Regions from separate parts of the Zea mays genome. Here all the other regions are linked to region 1. The links are chromatin contacts, called in public Hi-C maps. All regions are on one chromosome and are shown on one strand. The core of a region is the stretch at or near the end of the contact, and the rest is flanking DNA. Distances in the headings are between cores, read along the strand shown.

Region 1 (3,058 bases), core at 169-2,668:
CCACATAAAGCAATAGCAGGTACTACCCAAAAAGTTTAGTGGAGTCAAGGTGTAAAGATAATCAATCTAGGGTAACTTGTTGGGTCCCATCAAAATTAACCTATGCAGATCATTATGATTAATCAGAACATGACTGGGTAAAAAGAAGTGATCAAGTGCACAACTTGCCTGGGACTTGAGATTCCAGGTACCAGGATGATCTTTAGGTGACACGTGTTCTCACTGCTAAACGTAGCAATATAGACAAACATGTATAGGCAAAATTAACATCACACCAAACATAAGAATAAACTATGTATTAATAATTTACATATTAAAATAAAATCACAGGAAAATGAATCATTAATTTTACAGTTATAGATTTTAAGTTATGAATTTTTGAAGGTTTTATGTGTTTTGTACAAGATTAAATAGGATATAAATTTTATTTTGATATTCCTGTCAAAACAGTGGTACTAAATGATAGATAATAATAATACAAAATTATTGCAACTGGAATGACTCAAATTGAAGCTAAAATAGATTTAATATGATTTATACAAGTTTTTGAATTTATTTTTGTATTAAAAATCAATTTCCTGGACTATTTCTTTATTTTTATTACACTCTGGACCGCGCATCAAATTCTGTAGAGTACAGGGGCCCCTGCGCAAGTGTTCCCAAGACTCAACAGCATCCGCAAGGACGTCGGGTTGATTAAACCAAACACAGGGTCTCTTTTGAAAGATATGCACGACGAAGGGGGTATGGTTAAATCCCGGCCACCCGATCAACTACGCACGGTCTAGATTAAATCGAAACTACATCGAACTGGTGAGGAGCGGTGACCGCCAGATCGAGGATCAATGGTTGTGATTTTAAAATCTCATCGCCAAACCCTACCCGCACATCCACTGATCTACGGTCATGGTTTACTGAAGCGAAAAGATATCTGTGTTTTAATCTGAACCGTCCGTGTGGATCCAACGGTTCGCACTCTTCTTCAACCCCTAGTCTGTCTAACACGTTGGCGAGGGAGACCCCCCACAGCCGCCATTACCAGAGCACAAGCTCGGTGCTTCAAGTGCTCCCATAGCCTAACCAAATACTACTAGCTACGTGAAGGAAACAGGGATGCACACGAGATTTCTTGCTTGAGTTTTAGAGTTTGTCCAATCACTAGGAATCCGGCCACGGGGAGGGGCATAGGAGGACGGGGAAAGCAGCGGGTCGGCGGCCGGATCCTTGAGGCAGTCCTCACCGTAGAGCACCAAAACAACTCGGCACGCAGAGGCAGCTGGGCAAGGAGAGAAGCGGCCACGATGAACTCCAGGCGGACGGTGGGTTTTATAGAGGCGAGGAGAGGTAAACTAATACCCGGCCGGATCAAGATTCCGTGATCCCCGGTGGTGGTTTGCAAACGGACTCAAGCAGGGAGAAGAATCTGTTGAGTCAGTCCCACGTGTAAGTGTCTGATGGGATGAAGTCATCCAAGATGTCATCATGATGTCATCTTCGGCTAGGGGATTAAAGAATAGGAAAAATAACACACGTAGTGCACATATATGTGGGCTTGCGTGGGGAAAATTTGAGACTGGGCCACGCGGTGTGGGCATCAACAGGTGATTATTTTTTTTCTTTATTTTAGTTTATATATTTCGAATTCAAATCTAAGTTTAAGGTTTCAAATCCAAAGCAAGTGCACCAATCAAAAATCTCCAGCATGAATGCAAGACTTTAAAGATAAGAAACCTGGGATTAAAGGGAATTTTAATTTAAACCCTTTTGGAGAGACTTTTATAAATCCCAAAATAGGATTTTGGGTGTTACAAATTCTTCTTTTCAAACTTAAACTTGTCTCATACATTTGAATACAAATGCAACATACAAGAAAACCTTAGCATGATATGCCTTTTCTATATTTATTTATTTGTTATTTGACTGCTTTATTTCTCTTAAGTGAGTATGCACAAAAAAAGGGAAAACACATAATTCCCAAAACGCTTTTATGTAAAACCATGTATTTATTGATTTTATTATTATTTTTTTACCTTATACAAATTTTAGGGCTTTACAAATCCTACCCCCCTAACAGAAATCTCGTCCTCGAGATTTGTAAGGAAAGGAATACAAAAGGATTGGCTTGTAATTTCAACTTTTAGTCTATACTTGTTTCAAATATCCAGAGTATTTTATAGTCAATAGTGGTTGATTAGGAAAGCATGGGTGTATATATGTATGTCTACTTTATTATGTAGGATAGAAGATGTCTTTAAAGCATAGATAGGTTTGGGTAAGAAAGTGTAGGGTAAGGAAAGACTCCATCCAAGATTTGTGGATCTTGATTCATTTGATGATTTAGCTTGATCTTTGAAGGCTTGAGTTGATGCTTATCCTTCCTTGATGAGGTTGATCATCTTCTCCGGTCTTGTCTCATTGATTAGGAGTTAGTGTATATTATCGGGCTCGTTAAAATAGATATGGGTGAGATAGACTACATGATATAGGTTAAAAGTTTGTTTGAAGTTAGGTGGGGATAGAAAGATTATGCAATCCATAATGACTCTATTGGTTGGGTTAGCTCTTATGCTCATGGTTGAGTTGGTCTAATATGCGAAGTTAGGTTAATACCTGGTTAGTAGGGTCTAATCTCTTCTATCAGTATTATTAATTTGTTTAAGTAGACCACATTAGATTAGATCGTATTAGATTAGATAGGATCTAGATTAGATCGGATATGAGTAGATAGTATCTAATTACTTTGGATTAGATCATGGTCGTTACACTAGTGTGGAATAATTATGCTTACTAGGGCAAGATGAATCCATAAGGATAGGGTAGAATCCTTTGAGGTCAGTTAGATCTACTAAGGCGACGTAAGATCTTTTCAAGATAAGATGAGTATCTTTTTAAGATAAGATGGATCTATGAGTGTAGGATATAACCTTTTAAGATGAGATAGCTACTGTTAGGCTAGATACTTTAATGAGGGATAATCTAGTTTATCTAGTTATTTTTATAAGCATTTTTATCTATATGTATATGCAGATGTAATTGTGGACATTACTCCACAACCCAT
Region 2 (3,065 bases), core at 414-2,913, 390 kb before region 1:
GGATCTTCGGCAGAAGTAGGGAAGACTTCTGTATTACTTTGCCGAAGGTATTTTTTGTCTTGAGAACCTTCGAAGGAGAAGAAGACCCCTAATAACTCTAATTTAAAAGAAAGCTAATTTAGGCCAAGTGAATGAGCTAGAATAGGCCAATCTAGAGGAAGGTAATAACTTAACTTCAAAAGTAAAAGCTAGCCTAAGGATAAAGTAATAGTAAGCTTTTATGCAAAATTGGAGTCTTTGAACATTGATGACCTTTACCTTGATTCTGTAAGCCCAAAAATTTGTATAAGAAAAAAATAAAATAAATATATGAAGAAAATAAAATAGCAAATTCAGATATCTCAAATTATACTTGAGTGTTGAAATTTGAGGACTGAATTTTGAAAACCAAGAACTATTTTTGAAAAGAAGTAATAGAAATGTTTTCAATTCAACTAAATGACTATTCATTTAATTGAATGATGCACTATAGGCATTTTATACTTATGAATATGTGGTGAAATATTTTAATAAAGAATCATAATTTAAACTTGGGACCTCAAAGTATAAATGAAAATAAAATAGAAAATAGGAAAGGGGGATTCAATGGAACTATTTATTCCTCCATGAATAAATAATAAGGAAAAGAATAAAAAAATATTATCATAAACAGTAAGGTTTATATTCCTAGTAGTATTAATTTTGACATTTGGAATCTGAAATTCAAAATAGGGATTTGAATTTAGTTTGAATACTTAGAAAGTAAAGCAGAAATTATAAAAGAAAAAGAAAGGAAGTTAGGAAACCACACCTGGGCCTAATCTGTCGCGCCGGCCCAACAAGCACAGACCTTATACTGCCCGCGCGAGCTAGCTGGAGATGGCCACCGACATGCGGGACCCGCATGTCAGCCTCAGGCGCAACTACCGCGTCTGTTTCCTCACTCTCGCCGATGCCCTGGGCCCACGCGTCATCAGCCACGTTCCCACACGTCGGTCGTCCACCCAATCGCGCGCCCTGTGGCTGACCAAAGGGGGCCCCGCTTGTCATCGTTCCCACCCTCCGCATCTCCGTGCTCGGATCGGCCACCTCTGCAACCACTTCACGCGAAAGGCTCGCCGGAGGACTCAGATTCCGTGGAACCACCTCGCGCCTCCACGCTTTAAAGCCTTGTCCTCATCATCCGAAGCACCTGACCATCTTCTGTCGCCTAGACCTCAAAAGAACCTGGCCGGCATCACCTGTGGGAGCTCAGGGGGGGGGGGGGGGGGGGGGGGGGGGGGGGGGGGGAAGCTGGGGGCCATAGACACAAGCTTCGCCGCCAGTATCACCGACCACGCTCTGCGCAGTAAGAACTTCCCCCAGCCTGTTCGAATCGCTCGTTGTATTGAATCGCGCTCGCGTGTGACCATGTGGAGACCCTAGGAGCGGGGAATTTGTCGTCGAAATTACTTAGGTACCTAGGGGCCGCGCCATCATGGTGATCGCTACACATGGGGTTCCAAAGGTGAAATTGAGCCTACAAATAGATTCGTAGTGGCCTGTACACCATGTTAGGGTCGCACTTGGGCACCGATCTTCAGAGTCAGGCGATGTCAACGGTGGCGCCGCCATGGCTGGTGACGGCTCCGGCTGCTGGCTGGCGTGGTGAGAGGGTAAGGGGGGAAGAGATCTGGCCGTTGGATCGGGTTGACTGCCAAAATCGGTGGCGGTTGGCTTGTCTCAGTTGGAAACACCGAGAGCCGTCCGATTCCGATCTGGTTCGGAAGAATAGATTAGGTCGTTTTAAATCAGGATCGTTCATCACGGAATCTGTGGCCCACATGGATCAACCGATCGTCGCGTTCTGGATCTAATACGTACCGCCTGTATCTAATCCAACGACCGACATCCCACGATACCCTTTTGCCCCGGCTATTTTGTTAAAGAGCCCTCCTGGAATTTAGGAACTAACCCGCAGTCCAATTTAACTGTGCTCTGTGTATTGGGATTCTTGCACCCCTTCGATGTGAAACATTTTCTAAAGAGGCCCTGGGTTTTGGGGAAATAAACCCACCGTCCCCGCGGGATACTTCTGAGTCTCGGTACAATTTGCGCAGGGGCCCCTGTACTATTCTGTTTTTATGCGCGCGAACGAGAGACCCGACAAATTAAATAAATAAATGTGGAAATTGATTTTTAATGTAAAAAGAATTCCTATAACTTGTGTAATTCATAAAAAAATCATATTAAGTCCAAATTAATTCATTCCAATTTCTAATATTATTGTTTATCAATTAGTGCCACTGTTTTGACATGAAAGTCACATTAAAATTTATATCCTATTTAATCTTGTACAAAACACATAGAATCTTCAAATCAATAACTCCAAAATTAATGATTCTTGTTCCTATGATCTTATTTTAATGTGTAGATTATTATTATGTATTTTGTTTACATGTTTGGTGTGATGTTAATTTTCTCTATATACTATGCTTGTTTGTATTGTGGCGAATAGAAGAGCCAGTAACTGGGGATTCCGGTGTTCAACAGATAGAAGTTGCTGAGCAGGAGCTCATTGAAGGCAAGTTGTGCCCTTGACCACTTCTATTACCCAATAATAATCTTTATTATCACTATTCAATGCATAGGTTTAATTTTGATGGGACCCAATAGGTCACCCTAGTCTGATTATCTTTTACCTTGTTTACCCCTGAATCATTTGGGTAGTTATGCTATTGCTTTATATGGTTTTGGGTTAATATTTCATTATATCCATGTTCCAATTATTCTATTATTTTATTTATGTTCATGTCAAGATCATTATCTTTAATGGGAACATGGAGCTTAACTTAAGAAACACGTGCCACCACAAGGGTGGAATGGGACGCCCTTGGCTGACTAATTAGAAAAGCTAGTGGAAGACTACCTTACCCAAAAGGGGCAAGGGCAGTAGGGGAGTTGCATGCAGGGAGGTTCTCAGGTTGATTTTGTTGCGATGGCGGTCAGACGAGGGATTCTTGCAAGTACTCTTCCTAGAAACTGTAGCGGGTTTTCGGAAGCTAGTGGAACTTTGTAAAGGCCTCATAGTGTTACCCTGCCTCGCT
Region 3 (3,309 bases), core at 88-2,587, 470 kb before region 1:
AGCAGGTAGACTCATAGTTTTCCCCTGTGCTGGGTCCTGCGTAGGCTTGTGGGTGTGAGTCCACGTGCACATGATCATGCAGCCGCTGGTCCTCCAGCCCTCCTCCACGTTGTGCTATTGAGTCCCGAGAGTTACCTCCACGCACAGCTGCAGTAAAGTATTCCCTTGTGAACTCCATTCCATGAGATGCTGTCTATTTGTTTGCCTCCATGTCAAGCATGCAGTGAGTGTATTCCTAGTCTCTACCTGTTGCTGGTTGATTATAGCCAACACCCCCCCCCCCCCTGCCCACCTGTCCTCTTGTGCATAAACTGAGATAAGTCTGAAACGGACAATAAAGGGTCTTGAGGTCCAGTCCTGCTACTGAAAATATCAGGTTTTGGACTGGTCTGTGTGGTCAGTGAGTCCTTATCTGCCTTCTTCTTATTTGTATAACTGAACAAGGGATATTTGTCGGCTGTGGTTGTGAACTAGCCCAGATCCAGTGCTTTGGTTGTGTTGGAGTGTTGGCGTGGGTCAAAGGAGCAACACTACATGTATAGCTCATGATGTGTTGGCACCCTAGGAGTCTTCCACCACTATGTTGTGTGCAAGTTCAGGGAGTGTCTGCCTATATTTCAACTGCCTTAGGGCTGAAATCAGTGAAGCCTTCTCCCCTGCCTTGAGTTCTGACCATAGTGCGCAGCAAGCGTGTGGTGATTCTTTTGTTCGGGGTGCTGCTGTGCGCGCCATTCCCCTTGTCTGTGGTGACCAAGCTGGCCGGTTGTCCACCTCGCCGTGGTCAGGTCAGTTTGGTGAGTTGCTCACCCATGTAAGGCATGTTTTGTGATCTCCATCGATCAGTGAAGCTCACAAAGCTCGTTGCTTCAACTCTAACGCTGACTGTTGGCCTGGTCGCGCCGCCGCAGATCGGAGCCGTGGGCAGATTCACCGCAGACTAAGCAACCTGTGTCTTCTCCGAGCAGCTTTGCGCAAGCACCAGGATCTAGGTATGGTAGTAATGCTCTCCAAGCCCTGGGTTGAAACGCTACCATGGGGGTACCCCATTGGGCTCGGCTAGCCAGGTGTGCCGCCGGGTCATGGCCGGTGGAGTCTGGTGCTCGGCTCGGGCATTGAAGCCTTGGAGCTTGTTCACTTTAGTCATGGACGTGTTCCAGTGTTGGTTATGATGTGCCAGAAGTCAGCGCCGCCTCGGTCATTGAGCTGCTCGCCGGAGTGAGGCGGTGGGAGTCGGGGCCGAGACGTTGTAATTGAGCTGAAGCCGAGGGACCCAAGCATCGTTGTCAGTCACACAGATCAATACTGGATCGGCCCCGTGTTTGTTTTGTCCTGCGGCGGGGTGCTTTTTGCAAAACCGCCGGCATGGGCTCCTGGTCGCGGGCCAGCTGTGTCTGGTACTTGGGCCGTGCCAGCAGTTTCAGCCCGACACATTTTATTGTTTTACTTTTTCCTTTTTCTGAAAGCTTAGAATTAGTGCCAAAAGTTGTAGAAAAGTACACAATTAGGCCTTGTTCGGTTAATCCCGTTACCTATGGATTGGACGGGATTGGAAAAAATCATGAAGAAATTTGACTTGCTTGGGATTTAAACCCACCCAATCCCACTTAGTCCACATGGATTAAGAGCTAACCGAACAAGCCCTTAGTGGGACGAAGTTTGTGAGGTGCCTAAAATAATAAGCTATCTGGTGGAAATAGTTTATGATTTTAGGTTTAGTTATCAAATTTTAAGAGATTTAAAGATGATCTTAAAAGGCTTATTGGAATTTTTGTGGTTCAAAGTGAGCACCAAAAAATTGTGAAATTTTTTGGAGAGTCTTGTTAGCACAATATGAGTACTTGGTAAAAGTTGGAGGCTGTTTGTAAGCCTTTTGATCAGAAACCCTTGCAAGGTCCAAAATAGATAAGTAAATCCTTAAATAATTAATGGATTAAGTACTTTGGAGAAGAGACAAGGATATCAAGTGAACCCCAGTCTTTGGGTGAAGTTACTTAGTGAGTTTTAGGTTTTTGGATGAGGTCTAAGGATGATTAACTCATGTGGTGGTCAAGGTTGTAGAGATAGCTTGTAGGGTTCAATAATAGTGTGGTGAATCCCTGCTTAAGTCATTAATGGAGTGCTTGGTTGTAGAGGCAAAACTCCCTAGGGTGGTTTGGGATCTTGGTTATGGTGTTGGAAGGTTTAGCTCTCTTGTAGTTGTTAGTTTTGTTGTGCACCTTTAGAAAGGTGTAGTCTGATAATGTTTTTTAATATTTTCGTTGGAAACTGCATAAACATAAGCATCCATGATCATGTAATTTCATGTAGAGCTCCCAACAGAAGGAGTGAAGATTCAAGATGAAGTGGTAGTTGAAGAGGAGTTTGCTCCAGTGCATGTTCATCAAGTGGATGGAGGCATCTAACTGGTTATTGGGTAGAAAGGTCTTGAGCCTCTTCTCTGCAACAAAGGCAAGCCCCGGTGCATTTGCCCTTCCTTGCGTTTTAAAAGATTTTTATACACTTTAAGTCTAGTGAAATGTGCATGAAGTTTATAGGAGTTGCCTAGAAACTACTTGATGCATTGACTACCTTGATATTCATTCCATTTATAGATACTTCTTTTGAAGTATTAAGTATTATTTACCAAATTTGCTTAGTCCGGCTTAGATCTTGTGGATAGGGGTTGTCCTTGCAGTAATGCTTACCTTGAGGCAGGATGTCTTCTACCTACAAGACTAATTTCGCTAGGATGATGGTGGGATCATGCTACAAGGTTCCCTAAAATGTTCTATTCATCTAAGTGTTGGGGGCCTTCGTCTCCCGAAGGTCCTCAAAAACACGACTAACATGCTTTCCAAGTATAATATACTGTTACAGGAACCTTCGGCTTTGAGATGAAGGTGCGCATGGTATGAAAGGCACGGTCTGGAAGAAGGATGAATCAGTTCCGAAGCTATGGATGGAGAAGCTTCGACTTAGCGCAAAGACGGTGATGGAGAATGAAACCGACCTAAAAGGGGAAAAGACTGCTTAGTCCTCGACAGATTACTCCTTAGTCAATAGTTAATGTCAAGGACATGGATGTAATTTTATCCAGGCTGCGTCCTGTGCCTATAAATAGATGAACAGTAACACCGTACTATTTACGTTGGCTTGTAATCACTTGCACGTCACTCTTGGATTCTTACCTTCTGTCAAGCCGAAGGTACAAATGTAAATCGATATTATTAATGTTTGTTCATGATCATATAATGATAAGATAAATAATCTAATAATTTGATATCATCATTCATGTCCTTTATATGTCCCTTATGTTCCTGCTTTTTATTA

What was found. Hi-C and Micro-C count contacts between places; a contact is called where the count stands out from the background.
Region 2: a Hi-C map of bundle sheath shows a contact between it and region 1, with 3 times the contacts expected there. The contact joins two enhancer-like sites. A contact is called at or near these places in 3 of 25 Hi-C or Micro-C datasets (bundle sheath, endosperm and leaf mesophyll).
Region 3: a Hi-C map of tassel shows a contact between it and region 1, with 2.3 times the contacts expected there. The contact joins two enhancer-like sites. A contact is called at or near these places in 5 of 25 Hi-C or Micro-C datasets (bundle sheath, ear, leaf and 1 more).

The regions. Positions count from the first base shown.
Region 1 is chr1:138,570,606-138,573,663 of Zm-B73-REFERENCE-NAM-5.0, reverse strand. No RefSeq gene overlaps it. Among protein-coding and RNA genes, the nearest start is that of LOC100274114, 690 kb to the left of the region's middle. Within about 2 kb of position 1,418, at least 20 of the 20 cell types and tissues checked have an H3K27ac peak or open chromatin away from gene starts, as enhancers often do. A contact at or near this core is called in bundle sheath, ear, endosperm and 3 more, where this site is marked.
Region 2 is chr1:138,963,734-138,966,798 of Zm-B73-REFERENCE-NAM-5.0, reverse strand. No RefSeq gene overlaps it. Among protein-coding and RNA genes, the nearest start is that of LOC100274114, 290 kb to the left of the region's middle. Within about 2 kb of position 1,663, at least 19 of the 20 cell types and tissues checked have an H3K27ac peak or open chromatin away from gene starts, as enhancers often do. A contact at or near this core is called in bundle sheath, endosperm and leaf mesophyll, where this site is marked.
Region 3 is chr1:139,035,924-139,039,232 of Zm-B73-REFERENCE-NAM-5.0, reverse strand. No RefSeq gene overlaps it. Among protein-coding and RNA genes, the nearest start is that of LOC100274114, 220 kb to the left of the region's middle. Within about 2 kb of position 1,337, at least 16 of the 20 cell types and tissues checked have an H3K27ac peak or open chromatin away from gene starts, as enhancers often do. A contact at or near this core is called in bundle sheath, ear, leaf and 1 more, where this site is marked.